Regions from separate parts of the Gasterosteus aculeatus genome. Here region 1 is linked to region 2. The links are chromatin contacts, called in public Hi-C maps. All regions are on one chromosome and are shown on one strand. The core of a region is the stretch at or near the end of the contact, and the rest is flanking DNA. Distances in the headings are between cores, read along the strand shown.

Region 1 (3,039 bases), core at 203-2,702, 120 kb before region 2:
TGCTCTTCTAATGTTTGTTCAACTGCTTTGTTTTGTTTCATCACCACTTCCTAAAACAGTTAATAAAAAGGTCTGGAGTTGATGCATTTGTGACTATACTGGTTGAGACAACCAGCATCAAGCCACATATGGATGACCTCAGGCCCACCTTACAGTAACGTGTCTTTTGTGTCCATATACCTGCTGTTATGAGACATTTCAAGCTTTGCAATTTGTGATATCTGGGACATTTGTGGCATCCGTAGTTTAGTCACATTGCCTTGGATCAATGGTTGCTTGCCCTATATAAAAAAACAATACTGTCCATACAAAAACAATCTATTTCTGGAAAAAATATTCCCTAAAGTTATAAACGCAAATACTACACTTTGATTGGACACAGTTACAGAGGAGAAGCTAGAGACTCACACTGACACAGATCAATTGACTCTCAGTAAGAACGAAGTCCAGGCAAGCTACTTGAGACAGACAGACTGGTAAAGTTAACCGACCAAACCCTCCTTGATCTCCTTTGTTCAGAGTACCAGCTTGGCAGGAGAGGCGGTGCAGCTACCGCTGGTCGATGATGTCAGCATGCAATGATGCAGCAAACACCGAAGAGCCAAGTTTTTAACCGTAAGGGCCGAATGTCAGCAAAAAGTAAGTTTCAGGAGGAGGATTGGACGGATGCTTCAAGATCTGAGGCAATGGCTTCGAACCAACCACAAAATAAACGCAGGGGCACTGACTGTAAATGACGACTTGAGAAACTAGGTCTAAAATTGAAAGTGACCCCAGCAAGTTAAAACGAAAGTCAACATGTAACCAAAATAAGACACGGAGAGGAACGTCATCGCGTTACCCGCACATCGATCACATACAAGAGCTAACGGCTAACCGGGACGTGAAAGCAACGAAGATACCGTATTTCCTTTAAGGATGCAAAGCAGCCATAATTGGGTTGTAAACATTGACTGACACTCGTTTCTATGCGATGCTAACGTTATAGTGTTAGCTTCCGTTAGCTCTGTTGACAACCGACTAAACAGGAGGCAGTTCTAAAATTGGTTTCAGAATGAATAATAACGCACAGTCACGTGGAGATGTATGCAATATGGATCGATCATTTCCGTCATTACATTGATCAAACAGTTGATGATAACGGTTAGCTAACGTTAGCTCTTTGCTAACGTCTTCTGACGAGGTGAAGCAAAAGCAGTCGATTATTTTCCCATCTCAACTGTCACCAACCGTTTTAGATGCTCTCCTCAATTGTGTGTCAGTTGGCCACACAAGATTATCATTTATTCTTGAAAGAAGAAGACCTTTCTCCCGGGGGAAAACAAAGAAACGAAGCTGGACTCTCGCACCGTGTCAGAACTGACAGGTGAGGAAACCAAAACTTCCGGGTGTCACTTGACTGTTAAAGTCCTTTCAAAATAAACGCACGATGTAAATGAGAGTAATATTAAGCGTGGCATAATCAGCAATAACACGTTAGGGAAGAAGCTGCAATGACAACATGTGAAATAGGAGCTAGTTCTGCTGAATTAATACAACAGTTGAATAGTTTCACCTTCCGAGGAGTATGAGCCGACTTAATTACAATTGACGTTACATTGTTTTATGTAGGCAACGTACAGCGTGTCTAATCGAGTTTGACGTCACGTCCTTATTAAGGGGCCAGGGGTCAAAGGGTCATCAAATCTCAATAGCCATCATTATTTGGTAACGTATGTATCTTGTCTCAGATGCGCCCATTAAGTAAAATAAAAATAAATAGTAACGTTATAATTTAATAATGTAAAGTGATTTACATTTTAACGGTTTAACGTGCTACCTAAAGCTAATTGTTAACTTGACCGTTGACGTTATAATGATAACATTAGCTCATGCTAGCTAACGTTTATTAACTTTTACGAACTTCGCCAGTATTTTCTCACATGCTTTGCTAAGATACGGTAAGGTCACTTCAGCTGACACTGCTCAAATACAAATTTAATTTATTTCTTATCGGCTAAGAAAAAAAGGAAACAATATTTTTTTTCCTGCTGTCGTTTCTGCGCTGGGAGGTATAGCAATGTCTAGCTAGCTAGCTAGCTAGAGTTAATTGTTAATTTCAATCACCAAACGGTTGCTAGATTTGATGAAAATTGTTAAGCTACAGCTTATTTCAATCATTAATTAATAATGATGTGACTGAACATTCCAACACTATAAGTGCGTTCCCGGTGTCACATTCAGCAGCCTGTCTTGGATAAATTAAGTTCCGTCAGAACTGGCTAATGAGTTGACATAATGTTCTTAACACTAATAAAACATTCAAATTTCTCTCATAGTAACTAACTTATAGCATTAGGTCTCGTAAATAGCCCGATTAAAATGGAATGCCACGCAGATGCCCAAACATAGTCCAAACAGCTATATGGTCAACCTGTAATAACTATTTTAATATTGATATTTGTATTTAACGGAAAAATTACGTTTTTAAAGAAAGCAACAAATAATACTAAAGCTCTGTGCTTTCATAAAATACCACTTGTTTTTATGATTTCTAACGTTGGTCTTACTCTACAGTATTTTTGAGGTGTATTCCACCCACGATAGTCACTGCTTTTAGAACGTGCATTTTCCATTCATTATTTTGCCAAATAATTCCTAAATGTGTAATATAAATCCCTTCAAAAGGCATAGCAGTCCAAGAACGTGGGAAATACAAACCCTGTGACTTGGCTTTGGAGGAACCTGCAAAGATCGGTGACATGACATGTGAAGAGGAGCCTAAGACCTGCATGTTAAAGACTCGCGGGTGTAAGTCCACCACTTGTATATGTCTGTTTTTACAGCATGAGTAAAAAGGCTTTTCAATCAAAGTTTAAAGTTCTTTTTTTATTTCCAGACTGATAGATTCTCAAAATGTATTAGTTTTCTGAAGTTCAGTGTATTGCCGTGGTCAGGCTTAAAATTGCATATAAATAACGCTGCGCTCGTCCTATCTGCTAAGGTGTAATTTATTTCTCTAAAAGCTGCCCATCCAGATTTAATCTTCTAAATAAGCAC
Region 2 (2,848 bases), core at 324-2,823:
TAGTAACATGGTGTTTGCTCCGGTGAGTGTCAAGTCTAATTCAAAGACGACTTTGATGGTGAGGCACAGAACGAGGCTGCAATATGTTATTGTTTCCATGACAGCCTTGATGATGTCTGATACATTTTGTCAGTGATGTCTTGAAGTGCACTTTGTGGTTGAAAACAAAGACGTACCAAAGGCTCATTTTCACCTTTGCATGTGGCTACATGTGAAGAGCTAAAAAGAGCTGTATGGGCGGAGGAGCCTCTTGATTGACGCCACATTTACGTCCTGTCAACATGCTCTTGGTTCTGCTTTACCCTGCTGGGCAGTTGAGCAATTTTTCATAATGTAACACGTTTCTTTTTCGCTGCACAGGTTTTACTCGTCACCTTACAGCATCTCCACCAATCGGATGATTGCACAGACTTCGATCACACCCTTCATCGCTGCTTCGCCTGTCTCCACATATCAGGTGTGTGGACCCCTCTCACAAGTTTTGCTGGCCGGAAGGACTCCAGATAAGCTAAATAAGTGAATATGGGGTTGCGTATTTAGAATAATAAGTGATGGTTTCATTGTGTTGCTTTTTTCTTCCAAATTCCGGGTACTTGGTTAAACTGTTACGTCTTCTTCTAGTCACTTCTACAAAACACAAGTTCAATTTTCAGCCATACATTTTGCCGTTGCTAAACCTCTCTGTCCAGGCCACAGATTTAACTGAGCATTCAATGATCAAAGCGGACTTTGATGATGAAACCTCCGCTGCGAAGCAGTAATTATTAGACTTTATTGCTCGCTGTGGCCTTTATATCCTCTTATAATTGCAGAATAACATGCTGTATAGTGGACCCTCAGTTAGGGATGTAATATCCGTTAGGACACGCTGCTGCAGGTACTGAGGCTCTGAAATATGCTTGTAAAGACCAGAGCTAATGATTCATCTTTGTCTCCTCTCCTCTGTGTTTTTCTCATTATGGCTTTGCCATGCTGCCTTCCAATTCACCTTCTTTATGTTTTCTCTTTTTCAATTCTTTAACCACTTACAACTATATTTATAATTTCCTCCCTTCTGTATCCGCCTACTCATCCCCATCCTCTTCATTTTCTCTTATTTATTTATATTTCAACACTCAATCTTTTTCTGTTTCCTCTATCATTTCTGATTTAATTGTCATCACCGGTACATGCAACATTGGTGCATGTTGTCATTTCCTGCCGTTGCTTCTCCCTGCGTCCTCTCATCACCTCAGGTCCAGAGTACATCGTGGATGCCACATCAACAGTATGTAATGCAACCTACAGTAAGTTTTTAAGACCGCTCTATTTTTTGTTCTTATGTCATGTAAAGCATAGACATTTATTGGATCGTTCCAATTGTGACTGTACGCAGTTTTTGTTATTTTTCATTTGTTTCCCGTATGTCAATGCAAAAGATGAAGCAAGTAACGGAAAATGATCCAAATAACAAAACAGAAACAAAACAGCTTCCCCACAAGTGCGGCACGTGACAGCCAAACCCATATCAGTGCTGAAAAAAAAGAGTAAGCCCTGCATGCGAGTCTTACCCTGCTGAATCAGCCGGTGCACGACCTCCTTTAACAGCAGAGCTCAGCGGAGTTTGTAATCCACAATAGAAGGTTGCTCCCTGCTGGTTTGAAATGAGACTGCAGATACAAAGCTGACTTCCAAAGGTGTGGTTGATCGAAATGTTATACTGATATTAAAGTGGATATTAACGTAAACAGTGATGCACACACATATTCCACATAATTGTCAGAAGAAGAGAGGCACATCGTTGCCTCGCATGCGTAATACCTTGTTGGTTTTTTCAAAGCGCAGCAGGTTTAATGAATAAGGAAATCACAGATTCATATTGGAACCACACCATTACCCTGAAAGGCTTCAGATAAACGGTAAACCGTAATCACCTCTTAAAGATTTATTCATCAGCAGTTTACAGTTTCACTGGCTCTGCTCGTCTACAGTGCAGTTCAATAAACTGTTTTTTTTACTAGCCTGTAAACTCATGTGATTTAACTACACGCCTGCCCTGAAAAGTGGCGTGAATAGATTAGATTAGATTAGATTCTCCGTGTGAAAAATATTTCCATCATCGGAGAAGTGATGAAGTACAATGAGGACATCCGTGTTATTAGTGTGTTAATCAGATTTCAGACACGCCACGTCATGTGGACACCCAGGACACCCCATGACGACGCTGGCTCCTCCGGACTTTTCTGGCTCGCTCCTTTCCAATAGATATGTGTCTAAAAAGAATGATCTGTCGTCCAGATTTCTATCTTACCAGCAGGGTTTTGGAAACATCTGCCGACTATATTCCTGCAAAATTCAGTAATGCTCCATTGAAACTGTGACGATAGTTAGAAGCAGCACAGATATGTTATCTCAGGCAGGAACTGAGGGATTCCAGCAACCATCGTCATATATTGTTAAATTAGTTCAAAATTCTATTGTCCTCCTCTCTACAGTTCTCGTTTCCTTCCTCTTTGTGTCCGTGCTCTAACTCCTAAAAATATTCTGTTGTCATGTCTAATTAAAATTATGTCCGTGAGAGAAAATAATCCCCTTCTCTAAATGTGTTTTCAATCAAGTGTCCCTTCTAATTGTTTGGTCGAGCCGCTTGATAAGGCCGCAAAAGACTCGGGGGAAGACGGAGCGACATAAGGAGCAAAAGACGGAATGAGGGACAGGAAGAAGAAAAAAGTAGCTGTAGAGAACATTTGACAGAGTGGGGACAGGAAGGTAGAAGCAGGCACAGGGAAAGGAGAGGACAGAATACGTTGAGAACAAAGAAAAGAAAACAACTGCTGCAGAGGCATGTCTGGGCTGTGCGCGCCTGCTC

What was found. Hi-C and Micro-C count contacts between places; a contact is called where the count stands out from the background.
Region 1: a Hi-C map of skeletal muscle shows a contact between it and region 2, with 4 times the contacts expected there. The contact joins the promoter of azi2 here to the enhancer-like site in region 2. A contact is called at or near these places in 5 of 6 Hi-C or Micro-C datasets (liver, skeletal muscle, tail fin and 1 more).

The regions. Positions count from the first base shown.
Region 1 is chr20:14,069,570-14,072,608 of fGasAcu3.hap1.1, reverse strand. It overlaps azi2 (5-azacytidine induced 2), which reads right to left and starts at 1,452. Exons shown (of 8, transcript XM_040166462.2): 1 at 1,231-1,452. LOC144389463 reads left to right here and starts at 1,444. Exons shown (of 3, transcript XM_078094167.1): 1 at 1,444-2,790. The coding sequence starts at 2,742.
Region 2 is chr20:13,949,451-13,952,298 of fGasAcu3.hap1.1, reverse strand. LOC120811217 (RNA-binding motif, single-stranded-interacting protein 3) reads left to right here. Exons shown (of 14, transcript XM_040166460.2): 9 at 361-457; 10 at 1,236-1,286. Among protein-coding and RNA genes, the nearest start is that of entpd3, 17 kb to the right of the region's middle. Within about 2 kb of position 1,573, at least 1 of the 9 cell types and tissues checked has open chromatin away from gene starts, as enhancers often do.